Linked DNA regions of Mus musculus: all the other regions are linked to region 3. A link is a contact called in public HiChIP or PLAC-seq and promoter capture Hi-C data. All regions are on one chromosome and are shown on one strand. Each heading gives the region's core, a stretch centred on a gene start, on an enhancer-like site or on the middle of the called end of the contact. The rest is flanking DNA. Distances are from core to core; before and after follow the strand shown. Region 1 holds the start of Akr1b7 (aldo-keto reductase family 1, member B7). Region 2 holds the start of Akr1b10 (aldo-keto reductase family 1, member B10 (aldose reductase)). Region 3 holds the start of Cyren (cell cycle regulator of NHEJ).

What was found. HiChIP or PLAC-seq counts read pairs in DNA pulled down with a chosen protein or histone mark. Capture Hi-C pulls out chosen DNA fragments and counts their contacts.
Region 1: an HNF4G HiChIP or PLAC-seq map of pancreatic cancer cells shows a contact between it and region 3. The contact joins the promoter of Akr1b7 here to the promoter of Cyren in region 3. A contact is called at or near these places in 7 of 39 promoter capture datasets (the 3T3-L1 cell line, cranial neural crest, embryonic stem cells and 3 more), 4 of 115 datasets of contacts at active chromatin or transcription factors (bone marrow-derived macrophages, embryonic stem cells, pancreatic cancer cells and 1 more) and 1 of 9 other capture datasets (adipose tissue).
Region 2: a promoter capture Hi-C map of liver shows a contact between it and region 3. The contact joins the promoter of Akr1b10 here to the promoter of Cyren in region 3. A contact is called at or near these places in 10 of 39 promoter capture datasets (the C10 cell line, the HPC-7 cell line, embryonic stem cells and 4 more), 12 of 115 datasets of contacts at active chromatin or transcription factors (the 230-238 cell line, bone marrow-derived dendritic cells, bone marrow-derived macrophages and 8 more) and 3 of 9 other capture datasets (embryonic stem cells, liver and pancreatic islet).

What each region holds. Positions count from the first base shown.
Region 1 is chr6:34,410,072-34,413,956 of GRCm38.p6, forward strand. Akr1b7 (aldo-keto reductase family 1, member B7) reads left to right here and starts at 2,291. Exons shown (of 10, transcript NM_009731.2): 1 at 2,291-2,404. The coding sequence starts at 2,339.
Region 2 is chr6:34,381,771-34,385,838 of GRCm38.p6, forward strand. It overlaps Akr1b10 (aldo-keto reductase family 1, member B10 (aldose reductase)), which reads left to right and starts at 2,477. Exons shown (of 10, transcript NM_172398.3): 1 at 2,477-2,637. The coding sequence starts at 2,572.
Region 3 is chr6:34,875,424-34,879,368 of GRCm38.p6, forward strand. It overlaps Cyren (cell cycle regulator of NHEJ), which reads right to left and starts at 2,642. Exons shown (of 4, transcript NM_001135611.1): 1 at 2,477-2,642; 2 at 1,116-1,348; 3 at 114-189. The coding sequence starts at 1,261.

The DNA of each region.
Region 1 (3,885 bases), core at 1,041-3,540, 470 kb before region 3:
ACACTCTTGAAGGTTCCATAGGCACCTGCACTCATGAACATATGCACACACTCATAATTTAAAAACAAATCTTAAGAGATCAAACAAGAAACCCACAAATCAAAACAACAGCAGTTACATGGGTCATATTGTCAGTAGGTAAATGGGTGATAGAAAAGCAGAGAGCTCTCCCCCACAGGACTCAGACGTTCCTACATCTTCAGGTGATGATTGGAGCCTAGCGATGTGTCCAGTCTAGAGATACATTCCAAAAGTCTTATCGGAAGTTCATGAAGACGTCAGAGTAGATAAGAAGACTGTAAACGGGGCTCTGTGTTGTCTAGCATTTCCTCTACCTACAATCTCGATGTTCTAGTCAGCCATGGCAAAGTAGTCTGCAGGATCTTTAGTACTGATAAAGCTTCAACCTAGTTCACTTCCTGACCCTGTCTCCTTCTGTATTTCATTTTACTCCCATTTATTTCTGGATTGAAATATATGCATTTAGGATCTTCTCTTTCCATGTGTCAGTGGGATTTCAGAGAGGGGAACATGTAGAGACGTCACAGTGTGAGATGGAGCTTGGCTATGATTTCTACCTGATCTTTAGCTTTCTTGCCTAGTTATCTGGTCTTTGATGGGGTGAGCCCTGTGTGTAGGCTTCAGAGATGTCCATATGACTATCCAGTCTCTAGCCACAGAGCCTACTCCCTGAGTCCAATTTACCTGACTGTGACAAGTGTATGCCAGTACATGACATTGTTTTACAATTCTAACTACGTGGTGGCTAGCTGGTGCTCTTCTTTCAGCTAGATTCTACAGCACATGTAGACTATCCCATGTGCGAAGACTCAAGAAATACAGAGGGAACCCTCTGCACATACTGGGGCAGTAATTGTCAGTGTCCTGGGATATGGAACTTCTATGAAATACCTACAATGGTACACTTAGGGATATTACTCATTCCTATTATAAACCAATCGAAAACAAACTAAATATTTAAGAATAGTGGAAATGACCAAATAAATGTTGACAAAATAAAATCTTTTGCAACCATTAAAATGTATGTGGTAAAAGTAATTTTAAAATGGTGTTTTAGGGCTGGAAAGAAGGCTTAGCGGTTAAAAGAACATGCTGCTCTAACCGAGGACCCATGTTCAATTCCCACACCCAGTGGCTCACAACCACCTATAGCCTCCAGGGGATCTGATGTCCTGGGATGGCCTCCACAGGGCTGCACACGCGTGCATGGGCACATGCAAAAGTAAGAAACAAAACCAAAACATGAAGTCAAAGTGACTTGTTGTAGATGTTTAGAAAGTTTGTTTTATGAAGTTAGCTTCCAAAAATATATGTATAGTATGTAAGAACTAAGACATATATACTCAGAGACATTATTAATAAAACACATATGCAAAGACAGAAGAAAACAGCACTGCGAATGGCAGTTTAGGTGATGGGGATATTCTGCTTCAGGTTCTCACCCTTATAAACCATCCTTGCGTTTCACAGTTGAGTACATGACATTTCATAGTCACAAAAGATTGTTTTCAAATCAGGCACAGTTTTTTTTTTTTTTTAATGTCGTTATAAAACACAATTGGTCAAATCCCTAAATCTGAAAGAAAAGAAAAGGAAGAAGAAGAAGAAAAGTAGGCAACGAGGAAGAAAGGAAAAACAAAGGAAGGAGAAAGAGAATTTCATTAGGAAAGAACCTGTCCCAGTGGCTAGCAGGTCATTTTCATCCTCAGGGAATCTTCTTGCCTTGCAATCTGACAGAAAACGCACAGATACAGGCATTTCTAGAAAGGTGTCCATGACCTACATTTAAAAAAAAAAAAAATCTTTCCACAAGGTCACCTGCCAGTTTCCTCTGTAACAGACATCCCTTAGTTTTGTGGCCAAGGACAGTTATTTCAAAGTAGTTACTGTAAAAGATGTCTCATTTTTCCTCGACATTTTTATTTGCCTCAAACTGCATGAGCACCCACGCAGTTCACTAGCGTTATATCCACTCCCAGGGCAATGACCCTTCCCAAATAAACTTACCAGTTCATCTTGGATGACCTTTCAACCATGTCACTTAGGTTCACAAACCTCTGATCCGCATACCCAATAAAGCATGCATTCTGCCCAGATAGCCTTTGCACTGTGCTGACTTTAATCTTTGTTTACGATGATCAGTGTGGCACAAGATTGACATGAAGTTCCTGTTCTCATGCCCCAACCCTTGGCTGTGGCTGCTTGCCAATGTGGTAAGAGCCCGCCTCCTTTATCCAGGACATAAAAATGTCACCAGCCTCCTTGTAGAGAAAGCAGGCATTTCATCTGCTCACTCAGAGAACTCTCTGCAGCAACCATGGCCACCTTCGTGGAACTCAGTACCAAAGCCAAGATGCCCCTTGTGGGCCTGGGCACCTGGAAGGTGAGTGTGCAGTCTTGGGACACCTGCTGCCTTTGAGGGGAGGTCTGGACATTTTCTTTTCTGTGCAGAGCATCTATCTGCCTTGGGTTTGATAAGGCCAGCATTATCACCTGTTGTCAGCTGCTTTGGGTTGCAGATGAGCCTTTCCCAGAAATGACAATAGCTTCCTTGGCGAATATCAGGTTTAAATTTGTACAATTTTTCAGGGAGAAAACTGTTTTCAGGGAAGTTTTCTCTTAGAAAGCCTTTCCTTGGGACTCTGAGGGTCTCTGTTGGTTTGTTACTGGCTGAGTGACTGAGAGAGAGTATAGAGTTCTTAATGACCCCACTCTTATGATGCAAGACTATGCCAACATCTGAGTGGCCTGGGAGCTTGTGGGAAAGGCAGAGGACAACTGGACTGGCCCAGGCAGTTTACAAAATCTCCATGTGATTCCCCCACACCTTAAGACCCATGCAGCATGAGAGCCACAGAATTGGAGTCAGCTCAAAGTCTGCCCTGGCTGTGTTAATCTCTACTGGCAAGTTGCTCTGTGGCCCATCCCAGTACCCAGTGAAACAGATTTCTCACGAAATCTTGGGACAAGTCTGACATTGGTCCATCTTCTTCTAACTCTGCCTTCTTTGCTGTTTCTATTACTGACAACATGAGAGTAGCCAGCTTGTTAACCAGGAGCTGTTTTTAGTTTTGATTTTGATTTCTTGAGACAGGGTTTCTCTCTCTCTAACCTAAAATGACCTTGATCAAATTTGGAGTAATCCTCCTGCCTCAGCTTCTTGAATACTGGGATTATAGGTGTGAGCCTTCATCCTTGGCTCAGGAGTAGTTTGGGAACCCATCTGTCTTAGTTAGGGTTTTACTGCTGTGAATAGACACCACGACCAAGGCAAGTCTTATAAAAAACAACATTTAATTGGGGCTGGCTTACAGGTTCAGAGGTTTAGTCCATTATCATCAAGGTGGGAGCATGGCAGTATCCAGGCAGGCATGGCACAGGCAGAGCTGAGAGTTCTATGTTTTCATCCAAAGGCTGCTAGTGGAAGACTGACTTCCTGGCAACTGGGGTGAGAGTCTTAAGTCCACACCCACAGTGACACACCTACTCCAACCAGGCCACACCTCCAGACGGTGCCACTCCCTGCTCCAAGAATATACAAACCATCACACCATCTGTCCTGTGTCCAAGACTCATTTCCAGTCTTCCTCTGTTTCTCTTTTCTTTACACAGAGGGTAGGTTCTCTCTTTGTTTCTACATTAGATTGGGGTCTTACTAGAATGGTGAGACTTGCAACCAGAGTAGAAATTTCACATTCCCTCAAGGTGACAAATAATTACAAATCTCCAGGATACTCACCCTGGACAAATTTAGAAGAAATGCACTTTCAGAGTTCCAAAAGCATTTGTAAATATTTGTAAGAAGTTGTTTTCGAGGTAAGGACTCTGTGCTCACCAGTGGACAAGCAGGAGGGTGACACTTTG
Region 2 (4,068 bases), core at 1,227-3,726, 490 kb before region 3:
TTGAATCAGAGCCAACCGCTAGGCAACACTTCCTGCACCTGTGTATGAGCTCATTGTGGTTTTAGCCTTTATAACCTGACAGAGAAAGATGTTCAGAGTTGTAACTCAGCCTCCAAACTCTGAACTACAGCCCCAATTGATCATTCTTAGGATATGTGTCCAATAAACCATCCCTGTCTGACTGAGATCGGTGTTCATGTGGTTTATGAGGCGAATCTTGGACTCCAACACTTTGTAATATATATATATGCAATGTATTCTGTAGACTCTCTCTCTCACACACACATACATCAGAAGTTCTACACATACCTTCTCAATCCTCTGTTCCTGGAACTTACTCCTGCACCCCAATCTGGCTCCCACACAAACTTCTGGAAGACAGGGACTGCATTCTAGCATTGAGTGCAGCAAGTGGCACGTGACAGACACGGAAAACAAGAGATAGGGCTTTGCTTATGATCTGAGCCCCTACTCACTAGATGCTCTGGGAAAGCTGAGAGGTGAGAAGCCAGAGAAAAGGCCAGAGAGGCAGAGAAGCATAAAGTAGCCCCTGTCATTGGGACCTACTTGTCATCCAGTATTATGTTGAAGTAACTTGCTTTCTGAAGCCAAACCTGACTTAATAGAATGTCCTAATGAAGTCTGGAAGGAATCCAGGGGCAGGGTTGAGAGGGAGTGGAGAGGAGCAAGTGGCAGCATGGTCAAGTCATTAAATCTGAAAGAAAAGCAAAGAAGAATGAAGAAACTTTTTTATTATTGAAAGAAAAGAGGCTGGAAAGATGGCTCAGTGGGTAAGAGCACTGACTGCTCTCCCAAAGGTCCTGAGTTCAAATCCCAGCAACCACCTGTAATGAGATCTGACACCCTCTTCTGGTATTTCTGAAGACAGCTACAGTGTACTTATGTATAATAATAAATAAATCTTTGGGCCAGAGCGAGCAGGGCTGACCAGAGAGAGCAGAATTGACCAGAGCAAGTAGAGGTCCCAAAAATTAAATTCCAAACAACTACATGAAGGCTCACAACCATCTGTACAGGTACAGTGTACTCACATACATAAAATAAATAAATAAATCTTTGAAAACAAAAAGAAAGAAAAGAAGGGAGGGGAGGAGGGAAGCAGGTGAGGGGGGAGGAGGAGGAGGAGGAGGAGGGGAGGGGGAAGTAGGAATGAGGGAAGAACAGGAGGGTGGGGAGCAAGGGGGAGGGGTGAGGAGGGAGGAGGAGAAGGAGAATTTTAGTAGTAAAAGATCATGTCGAAATGACTAATAGGTAATCTCTACTTCTAGACCAATTTACTCCCATGATCTTACAGCAATTGTGTGAACACAGATGAAATTACACACTCACACAGCCACGCCTGACACAGAGGCTACTATAACCGCACATAATGTTACTCTGTGTTTACTTTTGTGTTAAGGAAGTTGAGATTATGATTCTTTCTTCTTTGGTCCAGCCTCACATTACTGCTTTTCAAATTCATACATTAAAAAGAGTGACTGGCCCAACTTGGGATCCATCTCATGGGAGGGCGCTAAGGTCTGATACTATTGCTGATGCTGTGTTGTCCTTACAGACAGGAGCCTGTATGACTGTCCTCTGAGAGGCCCTACCAGCAGCTGACAGAGACAGAGGCGGATACACCCAACCGTTGGACTGAGGTCTGGGACCCCTATGGTTGAGTTAGGGGAAGGACTGAAGAAGCTGAAGGGAAGAGTGACCCCATAGGAAGACCAGCAGTCTCAGTTTATCCGGATTCCAGGGAGCTCCCAGAGACTGAGCCACCAACTAGGAGCATACACGGGTTGGTCGGAGGCCCCTGGCAAAAATACAGCAGAGGTCTGCTTGGTCTGGCCTCAGTTGGAGAAGATGTGCCTAATCCTTGAGAGGCTTGAAGCCCCAGGGGAGGGGGAGGTCTGCGGGGGCACCCTCTCGGAGGCAAGGGGGAGGAGGAATGGGATGAAAAATTTTGGGAGGGGGGACAAAAGGGGGGACGGGAATGTAAATAAATAATAAAAATTGAAAAAAAATTCTGCAAGGACATCCGTCAATTGATTTCCCACCGATATCTCTTGTTATCAATATTGTAGCTAGTGAAATAGTGGTTTCAGAAATAATTGATGTGGCTAGTCTGACAGTAGTGGGTTATCAGTACTAATCGATATCAGAATGATTGCTATATGCCTCCTTGTTTGCCTTGAATTTTTTTTCCCTAGCTGAAAACTTGTTGGACCCCTAGAGTATGTGCACTCTCGAAGCAATGACCTTCCTTAAATAAACTTATGCATTCATCTTTCACTGCCTGTTATTTTTGTCCACACACCTGTGCGGGCACTGCTGCGGGAGCCTTGCACTCTGCAGCAGGGAAACTTAGTATTCTGCAGTGTTTACTGCTGGTCAACCCTACGAAAAACCGAAATGCACTTCCTGTGCCAGTGCCCGCCCCCAGGCTGTGGCTGCTAGCCAGTAGGAAGAAGAGCCTGTCTCCTCAAGGACACGGAACCAGTTGCCAGACTCCTAATTTAGGCAAAGGCTCCCGTCTGTTCCCTTTGAACCGTTTCTGCAGCAACCATGGCCGCCTTCGTGACGCTCCTTACCGGAGCCAAGATGCCCATTGTGGGCCTGGGCACCTGGAAGGTGAGTGCGCAGTTTTTGGGCAGCTGCTTTTTTCAAGTGGGGACAGGTCTTGGCACGTCTTCCTCTTTGCATAGCATTTGCCTGCCGGGTGGGGGTTGGGGTCGGGTAAGGCTGGAACTCTACAGCCTTGACCCAAGTTGCTTTCAGTTTTTGTGCTGCTTCAGGCCTCAGAGCTGGCGTCTAACTTCCCTAACAAGTGTCGGGATCCCAGCTGTTCCTGGATTTTTACAAAGTACAGCAAACCATCATCTCCAGGCAGTTATTCTCGTCGCAAGCTTTTCCTCAGAATTACTTCACAGTTTACAAGTTTTGGCTGTGTATTTATTTCTGGTTGAATTATTTAGAACGAGAACGCTGAGCTCCAAATGACCCAGCTGCCCTTGCTACCCATGCTGAAGGACCCCATTACCTACTTCAGAGTAGTCTGGGAGCCTGTGAAAGCCCAGTCTCAGACCCCAGCCCAGGCACGTTCACTTTCCAAAGACCCCACTAGTTCCCACATGTTAAAGCCCGAGCAGGATCAGGGTGGCAGAGAGACTGAGCGAGAGTCAGCTCAGGTCCCACCCTGGCTGTGTTCAACTCACCTGGCAAGTTTCTCCGAGGCTCATCTCAATGCTTAGTGAAACGGTTTTGGACCAAGCCAGAAATTACACATCCATCAAAACAATAACTAATCACTTGCAGATCTCCAGGGAATCAACTCACATGGAAAACTTCACAGAGATGAACTTTCAGAATTTCAACAGCAGACGCAGACTGTAAAGGAGTTGGGCTCAGGATGAGTAGCCCGTGCTGCCAGCAGTGCGCGTGCAGGGGGGCGGGGCTTTCAGCCTGGACCTCAGTGCCTCTGAGTGGCTGGAAGCAATTCCTTGTCCCAGTGATGGCGCAGCTGTTGCTGTTTTATGATCTTTTAAAAATTAGATTTATTTTTTATTTAAATTTCAAATGTTATCCCCTTTCCTGGTCCCCCCTCCAGAATCCCCCTATCCCATCCCCCCTCCCCCTGCTTCTTCCCTCACCTACCCACCTACTCCCACCTCCCCACCCTCGAATTCCCCTACACTGGGGCATCAAGCTTTCACAGGACCAAGGGCTTCTCTTTCCATTGATGCCCGACAAGGCCATCCTCTGCTACATATGCGGCTGGAGCCATGAGTCTCTCCATGTGTACTCTTTGGTTGGTGGTTTAGTCCCTGGGAGGTCTAGGGTGTCTGGTTGGTTGATATTGTTGTTCTTCCTATGGGGTTGCAAACTCCTTCAGCTCCTTCACTCCTTTCTCGAACTCCTCCACTGGGGACCCTGTGCTCAGTCCAATGGTTGGCTGCAAGCATCCACCTCTGTATTTGTCAAGCTCTGGCAGAGCCTCCCAGGAAACAGCTATATAAGGCTCCTGTTAGGATCCACATTGGCATCCACAATAGTGTCTGGATT
Region 3 (3,945 bases), core at 1,392-3,891:
GACCTGAGGCAGCCTGAGAGCATCTCTCTTACCAGGAGCGGGGGACCTGTGCTCGTTCCTACCCATGAGGAATCGCCAGGCATAGGAGACACAAGAGACAGGACAGATGTTACCTCAATCAGGATCCCCAGTGCCACGTCTACCATTTCAGCTTCATTCATGCAGTACACGGTCTCCGTGGCTGGGGCTCTGAAACAGAGACGCAGAGCCACAGCTGAGGGCAGAGGGACTCACAAGGAGGAAGGAAATGGAAGCACCCCCGGGGGGGGGGGGGAGTTACTGATTCTCTGAGCTGTAGAGTTTCCTCAGCCTAGTGGTCCAGGGGCAGGGCACAGGACTACCCTCCCTTCGTGGACTCCCTCACACAGAACTGGGAGTGGGGATAGTGGCTGGCTTCCCACTGTTACTCCTTGAAACACACAGTGGACGGCTGAGTGTGGTGGCACACAGTAATCCCAGCACTGGGGAGGCAGAGGCAGGTGGAACTCTGTGAGTTCCAGGCCAGTCTGACCTAAATAGTAAGTTCCAGGCTAGCCTAGGCTACAGAGAGAGACACTGTCTCAAAAGCAAACAGAGGACATAGCCAGTACAGGCCATCAGGCCAGAGCCCAGTTTGTACATGAATGTGACTGGGGCTGTGACAACTACGTAAGGAACAGGAAAGAGCCAGCAAGTGTGGCCCTGAAAGCCTCCTGCCCCTGTTTCTGAGAGAATGGCTGCTCCCTCCCTCCTACTTGATAAGCTCTCCCCGCCCTGACTACCAGCATTCACCCGTCACTTCTGCAATGTCAGATTTCTTGACTGACTGACTGAAAAGCCCTGTGTACAGGAAAGACAGGCACCACTCAGGTGACTAGACTTCAGATCCATTGATCTTGCTTTTGTCACCAATGAAGAAGAGATAAGCACTTTGAACAACTGGTTCCTGGGGTGTAGGCATGGTTTGTAGGCAGAGCTCACTGCCTGCATCAACAGCTAGACGGCAGGACAGAGCTCACCAGCACACACTCACGTGGTGGTGCTTCTCTGTGAGGGGCAAGCTGAGAGCGATGGGCTCTGCTGGAAGGACGGATTTCATTGCCCCGCCCACTCTGACAGACAGGCCAGCTAGCTACCTTGTTGCTGCCCCCACTCTCTGGGCCCAGGCGGCTGTCTGCTTCCTTGTGGCTGTCTTCACTGATACAACCTTTCTCTCATCCACAGGGGCTGTCATCCAAGAGGGGAGGACCCTCGTTTTGGTCTTGGATTTTAGGGTTTCCATGGCTTGCTTCTCTAGAACAGGACCAAAACTCACACTCTCTTGTCACACCAGGCTCATCTGACCCCAGTGGGTGCCGATCTTCAATGCCTACAAGGAGGAACCAAGTCAGTAGATTCTAGTAAGTCAACGCTCTTCCAACTTACCAGCAGTAATTACTAGTCAGTGTAGGGCAGACCTGAGGTGACCCAGAGGTGAGCAGAGCCCAGAAGGCCAAGCCATGTACACTGTGTCACATGGAGGACTAGCAGCAGATAGGACATGGGGCCTGCAGACAGATATCTGTAGCCCCTCCCCTGCTCTGTGCCCCACACAGGCAGTTGCAGCAACAAGAAATGCTTTCCTGTCATTTCTACAGCCCAAAGGAAGGAAGAAAGGGGATTCTGGCCCAATCGTCCATCTCCATCTATGTCACAAACTTCTCACCTCTACTGTGATTTGGTTACTGTTAGCATGCTAACGTTCCTTCTAGGCTCCACTCAACTACCTAGCAACAGCCAGGTACAAACCTGGCTTGCTATAAAAGGACTATCTGGCCTCTCTCATGCTCTCTGAACCCCCCTCCCCACTTCTCTCTCCACATGTTCCCTCTTCTTTGTTCCCTTTCTCTCTTTCTGTCCCTCTCTCTCTTTCTGTCCCTCTCTGTCCCCTCTTTCTCTGCCTCTACTCCCTTCTCAACCCCCCTTCTCATGTCCCCAAATAAACTTCTTTTTATACTAGACCCATCATATGGCTGATACCTGGGAGTAGGAGGGGGTTCAGCTTGGGCCCGCTTAAGGCACCCCCTCCCTCCCTCCCATACCACATTTTACAAAACATATCAATTACTAAATCCCCCAGGCTTTCTAATTCACACATTTCAATGGGCAGTGCTCCCCCTGCCCCCAACATACACCAGTAGACAATTTTGGCTCATCCAGAATGACTGTTTATAACTTCATTTAAACCAAACAACTTGTCCAGCCACAGAACAGAAGTCGATTAAGAGGAATACCATCCAGTGAGTGACAGTGTACAGAAATGAGTCAGACCCGGCAGTACATGTGTATCATGTCCATTTTATAGACGAGAAACAGACGTGGTTAAGAATTAGCGTGCACAAAGTCGTAGAAAGCTGGATATCGACCATCGAGCCAGCAGCCAGGTCCTGCCCGCCGCAAGGTTTCTGGAGCTCAGCGCTGATCGGGTCGGGCCCGTTGGGTCCCTGGAAAATCTCACCCAGAAGGCACACGCGGGACGTCGCTGCACTAGCGCGGAGCTGGCCGCGCCACTCCCTCCCTACCGCAGAGGGCGCAGAGCCGGGGGCCTGGGGACAGGATGGAACCGTGGGCAAGAGGGGAGGGCAGCGCTGCGGTCCTTCCCGTGGGTTCCGGGGATTCAGAACTGCGAGACGCGCACGCATCCCACCGCCCGCCCCTTCCGGCTCCTGCGCGCTCCCGGCGTGCGCGCTCCGGACCCGGGCGCTGGCTGGCCGCTAGGGCCCCGGGTGCCCCCTGCAGACCGCGGGTCACATCCGCAGGCTCCTGTTTCTGTCAGCTGTTGTGACGGAGGCGCAGCCGTTGGTTCTTAGCGGCCAGAGTCAGTAACTAGGGGAAGCAAAGAAAGGTTCCCTCTGCAGAAGTGGAGGAGGCGCCAAGCTAGCTCCCAGGTGTCCGGAATCTTTCAGCTAAACGCATGCATGATTTTAAGGCAACCTGGGTGGTTGGGGAAAAAGCCAAGGAAGACGACTGAAAAAAACACAGTAGGAGGCCCTCACAGGGGAGGTTCTTCTCTGGAGCGCTGGAGCAAAGGAAACCTCAGATCTGATTCTGTCTGCCCCCAAACGGAGAAATCAAGAGTGACCAAGTTCGATTTACAACAGCAGGTCAACACCGCACTCTGGACTGGGGCACCCACAGCTCCCCTATTGAGCACGGTTTCTCCATAGCCTTTCCCTAATGCTAATCCTCAATCCTAAACTGATAGCTCGGACCAGGAAATTAAAGGCCCCAACTCTTAATGGGATAAACCAATGGCTTCCAATCCCACAGATGACCCCTAGAGTCATTTTAGCTGCTCTTGAACCAGGCCAGGCTGCCACCTTTCTGGGAGGGCAGCCCCTAGCTGTCAAGAAAGTAGCATTCATTGACTGTAAATAGGGCGGGCCCTCTACCTCATCTGATGTGAGCCAAGCAAGCCTAATGCTGGGTGAGAGGGCATCCTTCCATTCTTGGATTCCTTTGATTCTTAATAACTCTCCCGACCCTGCACATCTCTTAAAACTTCTCCATGGCCACCCAGCAAATAAGGCTAAAGACCTGTGTGGCTGCATACAGAGCCTGTTGTCAGCAAAGACCCCAGCAGCAGGAGGGAAAGACCAAGCTAGGAGACTTGCCTGTGCTGGAGTCCACATGGGTTTTATTATTTTTAAATTGGCAGATAAATTTATTGGCTATAGTAACAAGTGTCCGTCAGCTTCATTTAGTCAGCAGGCACTGTAATCGTGACTGTACTTCCAGACCCCACACCGAGCTCCTGGGCATGGGTTTGGGGCTCAGCAGAGACAGGGCCCCAGGGCACAGGGAGGGAAATGCAGACTTGCACCTGCCAGGCGAGGTTCTCAGCCCCCAGAAGAGTGACTCAAGGTTTGCAGTGTGACCTGCCTTCTTGGTTGTGCCCCACAACACCTTCACTCAAGGACAGCAAAG